Linked DNA regions of Mus musculus: regions 1, 3 and 4 are each linked to region 2. Evidence: chromatin contacts called from public HiCAR-type and promoter capture Hi-C data. All regions are on one chromosome and are shown on one strand. Each heading gives the region's core, a stretch centred on a gene start, on an enhancer-like site or on the middle of the called end of the contact. The rest is flanking DNA. Distances are from core to core; before and after follow the strand shown. Region 1 holds the start of Nsun3 (NOL1/NOP2/Sun domain family member 3). Region 2 holds the start of Epha3 (Eph receptor A3). Region 3 holds the start of Chmp2b (charged multivesicular body protein 2B). Region 4 overlaps Chmp2b (charged multivesicular body protein 2B).

Region 1 (2,700 bases), core at 182-2,681, 1.1 Mb before region 2:
AGAGGTCAGAGGACAACCTACAGTCTAGTCCCCGCTCTGGGAATGCCAACTGCCTTCCCTCCCCGCCAGTTCCACCATGGCCACTTGGCCATGTTCATGCATGCTAGGCTTATTTAGATTGGTCTGTCCATGTGCACATGTGCTCCACATACAGATGGCATGGTGACAATAATTGCCAAATAAAGCCTGACTTTAGCTAAGATAGAGGAACACTGACTTTAAGGACTTGGTATTACCTGAATTTCATTAAGTTAAATTTCTTCCAAGTTAGGATTTTTATTACAGCGTTGTTTTAAAATGTGGTGCCTCCCCATTTTACAGATAAAAGCCAAGTGCTTGAGAGGGCATTACTATCTGCCCCACATTTCTACATGCCAGGTGATTCCTTCACACATAAAATGTACAGTCACCTCCTCCCTCCTGGACTGTGCCACTCTCAAGGAGGTATTTGCTACATACTTCCCTTTCCTCTCACAAAATATCAAGAGACGAACCATACTGACCTTACTGTACTCCAGGAATCCCCAAGTTCTTTCGAATACTGTTTGTCAAACTGATCCAACACAACTCTGCATAGCTGTTTGGCAAGCTTCCCCTCTGATTTTGCTTTCAGCTATGATGATAAGAAAAAGGTGCTGACAACACACTGTGATATCACATATTTATTGAAAGTTGACAGTGACATTAAATTTTCTTTATATCTCTACTTATTCGTGGAGACTTCCATACCTGTCTACAACATACTTTAATAAACACGTCTCCACACCACTCCAACTCCACCCAGACTCCCACTGTGTGTTCCCCTTCCAACTTCATGTCCTTTTAAAAAATCCACTCGGGAACAATTAGTGCTGTCGTTATGCACATGGGGGTGTGGAGCCATACCCCAAAGACAACTCTCTCCCGGCCTCAAGCCAGCTACTGCCAATAATAGCTAGTCAGGAGTGGGGCTTCCTGATTTTTAAAATGTCAGTTCCTGCCGTTGGATCAACTCCTTACTTGTAACAAAATTATTTCATGGTTTTTCTCGAAGTGGTAATTACCAAGTGTTAGAGGTGAATCTATGCTAAAAAAAAAAAAAATTCAGAAGCCATAAAAGTTTTGTTGTTGTTGTTTGTCTTTTAAAGTAAGACTGTAAAGAAAAAAGTATTCCAAAGTTTATTTACGGAAATAAGCATCGCCCCAACTTTCTGGCTCTCCCCTCATCACCGGGGTGCACCCAGGGCTGAGAAAGCTCGCAGTGACAATGTCGCCGGCCCGCGGGACAGCAGCAGCACCAGGAACACACTCAGCACGGTTCCGGGCTGTGGGCAGTGCGGGTCCCATCCCAGTCCACCCTGCCTCTCGGTGGCTTCAGCCCGGGGCGCTCGACCGCCAGAGCCTCACCCGAGTCAGCATGGTCCCCGCCTGAGCTCGCCAACTACGGGTCTCCGCTAGAGTTCGCGCGGGGTAACACGAAGAAACGCCATACTTCCGGGTCCTGCGAGGAGGTCACAGATGGGCTGGCTCGCAGTTCCTGTTTCCGGTCTCGCGAGATTGTAGACAAAAATCTCGCGGGAGACTCAGGTCCTGCAAGAGGCGGAGCCAAAGCTCTCTGGGGACTCCGGAGCTGCTGGGGTGCGAACCCCGAGCGAAGGGTGGAGTGTGGGTGCTGGTTTACAGAGTCACCCTTCCTGTCTCTGTTCATGGGGTCGAGAGAAGACCTGTATCAGTGTTTTAGATGCACAGGCATTGCTGGTTTACAAAACCGAACCCCGCGATGAGAAAAGCGGTAGAAAGATTAAATCGCGCCTCTCCTTACATTTGCCCGAGTCACTCTATCTTCAAACTGGGAAGTGATAAATGTTACACCGGAAGTACCGACTGCCCCCACTGAGACTGCGGGCATGTGCTGAGGGCTGGCCGTTAGCATGCTCTGTAGCCAGCTCGACAGGGATGCAGATATTTCCAGACATGCTCAGGTCTCCATCTATCAGCCTCTGAAAGAATGGACCCAAAGTATCAGGCTGAGAGAAGGAAAGAGGGGACAGCCATAGGGAAACTTGTCTTCTGGAAAGAGCTTTCCAACAGCTCTAAAATGTCAGAGCGTCTTCTAACAGGGTGAGATTGAACCCGGATGACAATGGCCAAAGACACGGGCGGAGGTTGGGTACGGGGTTCCACTGGATGTCTTTGTTCCTCTTCCCAATGTGGTCACCTTGAATAAACGGCCTTTTTCTGCTTTCCAGTTTCAATTTTGTTTTTTAAATAGGCTGATTTATTATAGGTGGCTGGACTTTGATATAAGAACTGTCACATCATTGGTACTTGAATAATACCTGTTTTCACCAAGCACTAAGACCACACTCCCAAGGACCAGGAAGGACTCACCAAGGCCCTGGCCTACTTCAAGCATCAGTGTTGACATTGTTAGGAATAACCACTCATTAGCATTTGCCTTGTTCTCTGGTAACAAACCAGAAATGTCTCAGAGATGATTTGGTCTCCTATAGTAACTAGGCATCTTCACGTTGAGATGGCACTCGATGCTCAAAGTATCAGTATAGGATATGCGATAGGTAGGTGCTGGACTCTCCAAATCCTATACAAAGGAAATGTCTTCTACACGAATGTGATTTAAAGCTTAGTTGGTTTTATTTTTTGTTTGTTTGTTATTTTTTTGTAAGTTCCTCAGTAATCTATAGTGTGTTAGAATTTTGA
Region 2 (2,700 bases), core at 66-2,565:
TGCACTTCAGCTGTCCTCTATTGTTAACTTGCTCGATACAATTCTCAATGTTCAAAATCATTAAGAGGAAATTAAAGTTGTAAGTGTTGCTGCAAGGCAATCAATTATTCAGAGAAGTTGTCTTAAGAGTTTGTATTCACAAATCATTAAAACTAGATAATGAAAAGTCTGAAAAAAATATCATGAGTCTGCTCAGTATCCACGAAAACAAATATTCTCAATATTAGGTTTACACTTTGATCCATTGAGAATGCAAGGATGCCCGTTACACTGACAATAATTAATCCAGCATCAAGGAAATGCCGTTAGCTTTCCATGAGTGTTCTTTCTAATTTGCTAGTCTGTTATTTACTGTATCTACCCAGGAGCTAATTATCAATCAATCATTAAATGCATCCTTCTATGTGTATGAAAGGCCTTTTTACAAAAGAACCCAACTTAAGCTCACTGTATATCCCTTGAACCATCACTGCTGTTAATAATGTGGCATGCATATGCTACCCATGAGAACCTGTATCGCTGAGCACAGCATCGCCCGGCGGGATCCACAGCACTTCAATAAGGCGGTTGTAACATAAACACATGCACACACGCGCGCACTCAAACACCTCGGGTCCAACGAGCCCCCTTCTCTCCAGTCCATTCATAAGTGCCAAAGGGTGTAAGCAGGAGCAACCTGTCATTATCTTTAAAACACACCGCGGGGATCTCAAGAGAGGCTAGCCTTTTCTTTGAAACTTCTCAAAGAACCACATGGTCATAATTAGAAAATAAAATACTGCCTTGGCTATTTGGCAATTAACAGTCTGGGTTGTTAAAAAAAGAAAAAAAGAAAAAAAGAAACCGAAGGTTTTCTTTCTTTCTGGTTCAAATTGGTAAATGTGGTAATCACTTGAATCGCTCGCTATCAGATTAAAAACAGATTTATTATTATTTTTAAAGGTTTCTACAATCCCAAGACATCCCCCAAAAGTGTTTTGGGATTGCTACTGGGCAAACAATCTTTTCGCTGCCACTGCTTTCTGGGCATCTCAGGGAACAGCGCCGTCCGGGGGCTGTGGGCTCCGCTCCGGCGGGAGCGGCGCGGTTACCTGGCTTACCTTCGTTGGAAGGCTGTGGGCTCAGTTCTCCGGAGCAGCTGAGGACGCAGCAGCCGAGCAGGACGAGGATGGAGAGGTGACAATCCATGTTGCTGGTGCACCGGGCAGTGAGAGGAGCATATCTCCGCGAAGCATACCACTGATGTGAGGGGGAGCGCTCTGATTGCTGGAGAAGTTACCATGCTCCGCTCGCAGTCTGATGTCAAGTTTGACACTGGAGATAAGGAGGAGTCTGGCTGCCTTTCTGCGAACCCCGCTCGGGGACTTCTCTGGGTCCTAGTGCCGTCGCCAGCGGGCGCTGAAGAAGAGCAGGGCAGCCCCATGGCTGGCAGCCAGCTCCGTTCCACGGAGCTGCGGAAGAACGCAGAGGGGTGGAGGTCGAGAGTGTTGCTGGTGGGGTAGGAAAGCCAGAAGATGTGCTGGGACAGCGACAGCGACGGAGAGTCTTGGGAGCCATTCCGTTTTCACGGGAAGGCAGCTATTTGTTTGCTATACTTGATCAGTTGCCTATTTCTGAAAGATCCCTATTAGAGGTACTGTGAGTTGAAACTAATGTTCAAAAAAGTAGTATTGTTTTTAAAAGTGGAAGACGTTCATTCAATTATTGTAGAACGACAAAGACCATTGCAATTAATCCGTTTACTGTGTTCTGTGTGTTCACAGTCCTCTTAGTGATTCAACAAGATAAAAGTAGACTGCTCAGTCTACCACATGGTATTGGGGCTGTTAAAGGCATTTGATACAGCAATCTCAGCTGAAACAGAGAGGTCACAGTCAGGTTCTGAACACTGGCAAATAGCCGTTGCCCTCCCAGGACAGGAACAATCCTAGCCAAAGCCATAGCTTCAGACTACCACTCATTCCATCGGATGGTTGCTGGATTTGCAATATAAATCGAAAGTCCTGAACAAGGAATGCTCCTGCCTACAACTAGCTAGCACTAGAACTTTCCTGTTTTGTGAGACTCGGAGATTAACTCATAGCTCCCTGTTCTGCCTTCCAGCTGCCACTAATCTGGGACTATTTGAAGGCTGCTCTTTTAACGCTGAAAAATCCAGTATTTCCTAGAGAACAATGTCCTTGGACTTGCTAAATTACTTTGCATGATGGTTACAAACGGTCTCATGCTGAACAACCTCACTGCAACCTACTTCAGCCATGTAATTTATCCAATTTCTACTTTAAGATCTCTTTTGAATTATCTTTGAAATAGGTCCCAGAAAATGATTCCTCACCAACCCTCTCAACCACCCATCCATCTCAGCCTATCCTGAAAAGGAGCAAGATGACTTCCTTACACGGCTTCAAAACGGAAAATTAGGTTGACAACGTTAACGCCAGTGATCAGTGTTAGAGCCCTGAGAAGGGAGACGGAGTAGGTTTTTAAGGGTCCTGATAATAAGATGTGTATTTCACAAGCACTCCACTTTCTATGACCCTGGAATTTAGGCTAATGGCTTCTGATACTCTTTGTTGACTGTTTGGTAAAGATGGGTTGGGTTGAAGAAGCCAGATGGAAGAGACTGATTCTGTTCACACTTCCTCGAGAGACTTGTCTCCCTAACTCCTTCTCACATTAGGCCACCAGAGGCTGTAGAGC
Region 3 (2,700 bases), core at 121-2,620, 1.7 Mb after region 2:
TCAGAAGAAGCAAAACTGCACTCTGCTGTCTTACAAATGAGGGATAAAATGGCATCCTGTGTGGAAATGAAAGGCCATGTAGCAGGGTAGAGATGGTGTCTTTGTTATCCTCCCCCCAAATCTGGCACTAGAACAGTGAACACAAAGAAATGAAGGAGTTACCCCAACTCAGGGCTGAGCTCTGGGTTTGTACCAATCACAGTCTAGCTGCCCCTGCTCCTTGTGTGGCTGGGCTAGACCCTTCCTTACAAAGGAATGATTATTTGGCTGAAGCAACAGCAACCTGGGCTCGACATGCAATGAAAAGCAATTTTTAGATTACTTGGTGGGAATGTAATACCTGGGACAGCCGCGTATAACATACACACTACAGCACAGCCTGTGAATGCTACCAAACTTGTACATTCCAATACGTCCAGTATTTCCCTCATCACAAGATGGCACTAAGCCACCTGAAACAATGTGTTTTTAAAAACGCGAACTTCTATGAAAATTACACCACCCTCACTTTCGTTGACAGAAGATAACCATAAAGGAAAAATCTGCACTATGCAAAAACTATACCGGGACCCTTCCCTTGGGCTTAGGTTTTTCTGCTGGAGTCTTTCTTACGTGTAACGCTAGGTGTTTGTAAAAATACAGCCAGCCTGGCCCCAAGTTTATTTCCTAAGTGGGCCCGCTGTGACCTCCTGCCTTGTCCCCTAGTAAACACACATCCCTTTCGGATGTCAGGAAGTGCGGCGTCTTCACGGAAGGAGCAGCCAACGAGCAGGGAAAAAAACTACCATGAAATTCATCAACTCGCCAAGTCTAATGACACCCGAGAGCCAGCACTGGTCTGCCTCCCTAGAAAGCTCAGAAATCCTCTCCGGAGTGGGGCGGGCGAGGGTGGGGGGAGAAAAACGAGGGTGGGGTGAGGGCAGTCAGGAGGGCGAGCCGGCCAGGTAAGCCAGTGGAGCCGGAGTCACGCAGCCATGGTCACCTGTGGGGCCTCCGACACGGGCCCACCTCGGGGGACAGCACCCGATCCGAGGCCGGAGCTCCCCAGAGACCCCGGGCGGGTGAGCCTGGCCCCGAACTCACCGTCCACAGTCTTCTTCTTGAAGAGGGAGGCCATGGTGAGCGGCCGCGCCCGGGCGGCCCAGCTCGGCCCGGTTCGGTCCGGCCCGGTTCTGGGAACAGGACCGGTAGAAGGACGGATCCCGGAGAAGCCTGGCAGCGGCGGGAGGAGGAGGACGGGGTCTCCAAGCTCGACCTGCGGCGGGCGTGGCTCCGCGAGGCTCCCGAGAACGCGTCCTGGGTGCTCAGGTGACCGGGAACTAAGACACTTTTTTGGAGAAGTCACTTCTAGGCGGCGCGTGCGCAGTCTGCGAGCACGCCTGCGCACTGCGCCTCTGAAGCCGCAGCGGTGCCCTCACTTCAAAGGCTGCCCGCTCTTCCCTGCTTTCCGTTGCGACCCGTCCGGACCTAGGTTGGCAAGGCTGGCGGCGCGTGAGTCTGCAAGATGCTCGCTTGGTTTCTGTGCTGACCTCGGGCAAGAGTGAAACCTGATCCACGCCTTCCTTGTTGTTCCAGGTTGTTGGAATTAGGGATCCTGGGGATGTGTGGTGGACTGCGGACCTGAGACTGATTGACAGTAGGACTCCCAAGCGATCAATGCAAAGGCCTTAGGGGATGCCCTGCTAGGCTTGTCCCAGGTGATCTTCCCAGACTGCCCTGATGCTACCTGACTCCTGGCTGCCTCTTGCGGGACCCATCTTCACCTACCACCCGGTTTCTGGTGTTTCCACCAGCCTGCTTCTGTCCCTGGGGATCTGGGGTTCAGAGATTGTCCAGGAGAGGAGTGACAAGCGAATTCTAATGCCACACTATTGTTTAATGCTCCTGACTTGGAACAAGAAAGGCTGCTGATACTTGTGTTCTTGCTTAGAACCCAACTTGTTTAGGTGTCACATAAATGCGGAGGAAAAGACACACAGTCACACACCAAAAAATGGCTGCACAGTGAATCTATGAAATTGCTACATAGCACTTGGTTGATATTTAATACCAAAAGTCTCCATACCCTGTAAAAAGGACAGTCATTTAAGTTCTTGACTGTATAAAATAAATATGGAAATCATAATCATTCATGACTATGTATACATCTTCCTGATTAATGTATTATTTCTATTTACAATCATAATTATGTCTTGAACATATTCCCCTGCGAATCCCCTGTTTAGCAGCAATGCCTTTCATGGGATTACAAAGCAAAACAGTGACAGGCAGGGGGAGCATTTAATCCCAGCACTTTGAAGGCAAAAAAGGTAGGCAGATCGCTGTGAGTTCGAGGCCAGACTGATCTACATAGAGAGTTCCAGAATAGTCAAGGCTACACAGACAAACCCAGTCTCGAAACAACTACTACAAAAACAAAGATACCAAAATTGCTGAACCCCGAGATGTGTTATTCAATGGTAGAACTTATGATTATATGTCTGGCCCTGGTTCAATTATTAGTACTTAATAGTAGGAGTAGTAATAGCATTTTTTTCATAGATATGACTTCAAATGCCAGGGTCACTCTAAAACGTTACTATGATTCATTTTAGGATCATAATAATGTTTTTCAAGAATGTTTAAGCTTTGGGGATCGATCATTAGATTTGCTTTTTTTTTAACCTCATAAGATATCAAAACCCATGAGAACACTGATAA
Region 4 (2,825 bases), core at 148-2,647, 1.7 Mb after region 2:
CCATCCAACTCCACTTCATCTTTCTCTTTGAAAAGAAAAAGAAAAAGAAAACAGAAACAGAAACAAAAACAAAAACAGGTCAATAAAAAAAAGAAAATAGAACCCAACAAACTAATCAACAGAGGGTGAGAGGATAAAAGAACAAGGAAAAAGCTTGAGAATCACAGAGAATCACACACAGAGAGACACACACACAGACACACATATACAAACACAAAACACATAAAAACACAAGTTGGAAGCTATTATAAATAAGCAAGATTAACAACAACAATAACAACAAACCAAAACAAGCCCAGACAATGCGTTATGAAACAAACCCCTCCGCTCTTAGCGCTGTTTTGAATTTCTTCCACAGTCAAGCTTGTGGCCTGTCCTTAAGTGTAGTTTGTAAGGCAGAGACTCCGTTAGAGAAAACTCTTTTCCCCTGCAGGCGGAGGTCAGCTGCAGACATCTTCTTAGCTGGTCATGGGAGAGCTTGTCCACTTCCCTGCTCAGTAGTGGGACCCCATCTGGCTTGGACCTGGGTGAGCCCTGTGCATGCTGCCGTTGGCTCTGTGGGTTATCAGCGGAACATACTTTATATGTTCCCTGCGGTTAAAACACTGACAGAATTTTGAGTCTTGACATGAATATAGTTCTCACTGGTGTCACTTCTGTCTTCACGGTATGTGTGCCTGTGGCCGGAACATGGGACTGCTAGGACCCAAACTTGGTTAAATTCAAAGAGGGGAACACTATACATTTCTTAAACTTACTCATTTCTTCAGTCATTTCCATTTTCATGTTTTCCTTCTGGAAATTCTGCATTGTTTGTAGTGTCTTCTGTGGATCCATTTTCTTGTTGACTGCTTGCATTGTCTTTTAGAAATGAAAAGAACCATGTTAGCAACCCAATTATGAAAGCTGTTCTATAGAGTAAATCTGAAGGCAGCACGTCAAATACAGTTTCCACTAACCTAGTGTTAAGTCCACTCCAAAACCTTGTATATGGGACCTAACAACTGAAATCTGTTTAGCAAGACAGCCTCATTCCCCAGTACAGCTCTATTGGCAGGCTGACTTTTATCTCTTTAAATGTGTATACTGACCCTGAGATAGAACCGTTACATACACTAGTCCCTTATGAGTGTTCCTCTCTGTTCTAAGCAACTTGCATATGCTGAAATTAAAGTTACATGACATTTAAACACAAGAATTTTATGTGTTGGTTCCTTCCTTTTCCCTCCTACTAAACATGAAAAACAGAGTCACAGAAGGTGCAATAACTTGCACAAAGTCACACTATTCTGTGAAATGTTATTTGAGTGTAAGCAAAGTTTTAGAGTTCTGCACACACTACATCTCCTATGAGCTGCCTCTCAAAGAGACTCTTAAAAATCCATGCAGGTTAAGTCCTGGCTTAGCCATTTCAGCTGAACTACTTGAGTATATAAAGAAATACTTGCTGACCAAATAATACATTCTTAAGACACTTAATTAAGACTTCCAATTCAGATACACATACATGGCAAAAGTGCATTAGATTTCATTTCAAGCCTAGTATTTACAGAAAACAGCAAAGTCATTGTTTGCCTAAACACTTGTGTAAAGTTAATAGTCTACATATGTGAGCTTCATATGACCTTGTTCCCAAATTAGTCAGATATTTAGCTCTGTCTGTCTGTAAGACTACAGAGGAGACCAAAATACTTGCTTTTGAGTACTTTCATCAATAACTGAAATGCTCAGTCCATGAAACACTAACAGTTAAAGCTTTGATTGTATACATGCACACGTGTGCACACACAGTGTGTGTATGTATGTATGTATATACATATAATTATAGATACATACACACATTACACTATATATACATATATAGTGTGGTGTGTGTATATACATATAATTATACACTTACACATACACACATATAAATATAAGTTCTTCAGTTCTTGAAATGCAAAAGTTTCGTGTGGTTCTCAACAACATTTACAAGTGAATCAAGAGAAAATTGTTATTCAAAACTTGTCAGAAATAATAGAAAAAAGAAACCACCAACTTTTCTGACAATTTATTGAAAAAAAACAAAAACCCCAAACAACTGAAAACACGATTCTATGTCAATTCCAGATAAACTTTGAAGCTACATGTGAGCTTGGAAAAATGGGAATGTCCTTTTAACACCCCAATCACTAAGCTAGATGCACAATTACTTGGATTGTCTAAACTCACTTTATTTATAGCTAAGATTTTTTATACCCCAAATGTACAAGAAAGTGCATTAAAATCTGGTTTGAATATTAATATTAACATATCCTCGAAAAACAGACACCAAATCTCCCAGTTACCTTTGCAGTGGTAGACATGGCACCGGCCATCTTCATCTGGGAATTCATCACTTTCGTTTGTGTGGACATAGAGGTGACTTTTGAGCTTACAGCGAACGTTCTTGTCTTCTGTTTCCGTAGGTGGACAAGCTGCTTAGCTAAAACCCTGCACGCTTCCTTATTACCAATCTTGGCCATCTTCTTAATTTCTAACTCCTAAGAAGAGGAAAGAAGATAAGGAAATAAAATCAAGGGGCAGTCATCAGAGAGTATCTGGAAACATATATCTAGTAGGCACAACGTCCCTGGGAAGAAGGGTAACTCCAGCGGCTCCAAACGATCACATGGGGGCCCTGGTACCTCATCCTAGAAAAGAAAGTAAGGCTACAAAACAGTACATGTGTATAGTCCAGAGGAAAATATGAAGTGAAAATTTTAAAATAGGTAAGAAAAACAGTACGACAAAGACAATAAGGACTGAGGTAGCAAGGTTAATTAATAATGCAGATAGCTGCA

The links. Promoter capture Hi-C pulls out the DNA fragments that hold promoters and counts their contacts. HiCAR-type assays count read pairs that join an accessible place to other places.
Region 1: a HiCAR-type map of astrocytes shows a contact between it and region 2, with 3 times the contacts expected there. The contact joins the promoter of Nsun3 here to the promoter of Epha3 in region 2. A contact is called at or near these places in 3 of 39 promoter capture datasets (cranial neural crest, hippocampal neurons and liver) and 2 of 115 datasets of contacts at active chromatin or transcription factors (astrocytes and embryonic forebrain).
Region 3: a promoter capture Hi-C map of liver shows a contact between it and region 2, with 4 times the contacts expected there. The contact joins the promoter of Chmp2b here to the promoter of Epha3 in region 2. A contact is called at or near these places in 5 of 39 promoter capture datasets (the C10 cell line, embryonic stem cells, hippocampal neurons and 2 more), 2 of 484 Hi-C or Micro-C datasets (LSK cells and myeloid progenitors) and 3 of 115 datasets of contacts at active chromatin or transcription factors (astrocytes, differentiating embryonic stem cells and neural tube).
Region 4: a promoter capture Hi-C map of the C10 cell line shows a contact between it and region 2, with 5 times the contacts expected there. The contact joins the enhancer-like site here to the promoter of Epha3 in region 2. A contact is called at or near these places in 7 of 39 promoter capture datasets (3T3-L1-derived adipocytes, the C10 cell line, embryonic stem cells and 4 more), 1 of 15 datasets of contacts at CTCF or cohesin (large pre-B cells) and 3 of 115 datasets of contacts at active chromatin or transcription factors (astrocytes, differentiating embryonic stem cells and neural tube).

The regions. Positions count from the first base shown.
Region 1 is chr16:62,785,285-62,787,984 of GRCm38.p6, forward strand. Nsun3 (NOL1/NOP2/Sun domain family member 3) reads right to left here and starts at 1,432. Exons shown (of 6, transcript NM_178925.3): 1 at 1,387-1,432; 2 at 504-613. The coding sequence starts at 1,398.
Region 2 is chr16:63,862,860-63,865,559 of GRCm38.p6, forward strand. It overlaps Epha3 (Eph receptor A3), which reads right to left and starts at 1,316. Exons shown (of 17, transcript NM_010140.4): 1 at 1,101-1,316. The coding sequence starts at 1,188.
Region 3 is chr16:65,561,392-65,564,091 of GRCm38.p6, forward strand. Chmp2b (charged multivesicular body protein 2B) reads right to left here and starts at 1,371. Exons shown (of 6, transcript NM_026879.3): 1 at 1,084-1,371. The coding sequence starts at 1,117. It overlaps Gm36457 (predicted gene, 36457), which reads left to right and starts at 1,417. Exons shown (of 2, transcript NR_166048.1): 1 at 1,417-1,471; 2 at 1,576-2,128.
Region 4 is chr16:65,544,519-65,547,343 of GRCm38.p6, forward strand. Chmp2b (charged multivesicular body protein 2B) reads right to left here. Exons shown (of 6, transcript NM_026879.3): 3 at 2,331-2,525; 4 at 759-861. Among named protein-coding and RNA genes, the nearest start is that of Chmp2b, 17 kb to the right of the region's middle. Within about 2 kb of position 1,398, at least 6 of the 459 cell types and tissues checked have an H3K27ac peak or open chromatin away from gene starts, as enhancers often do.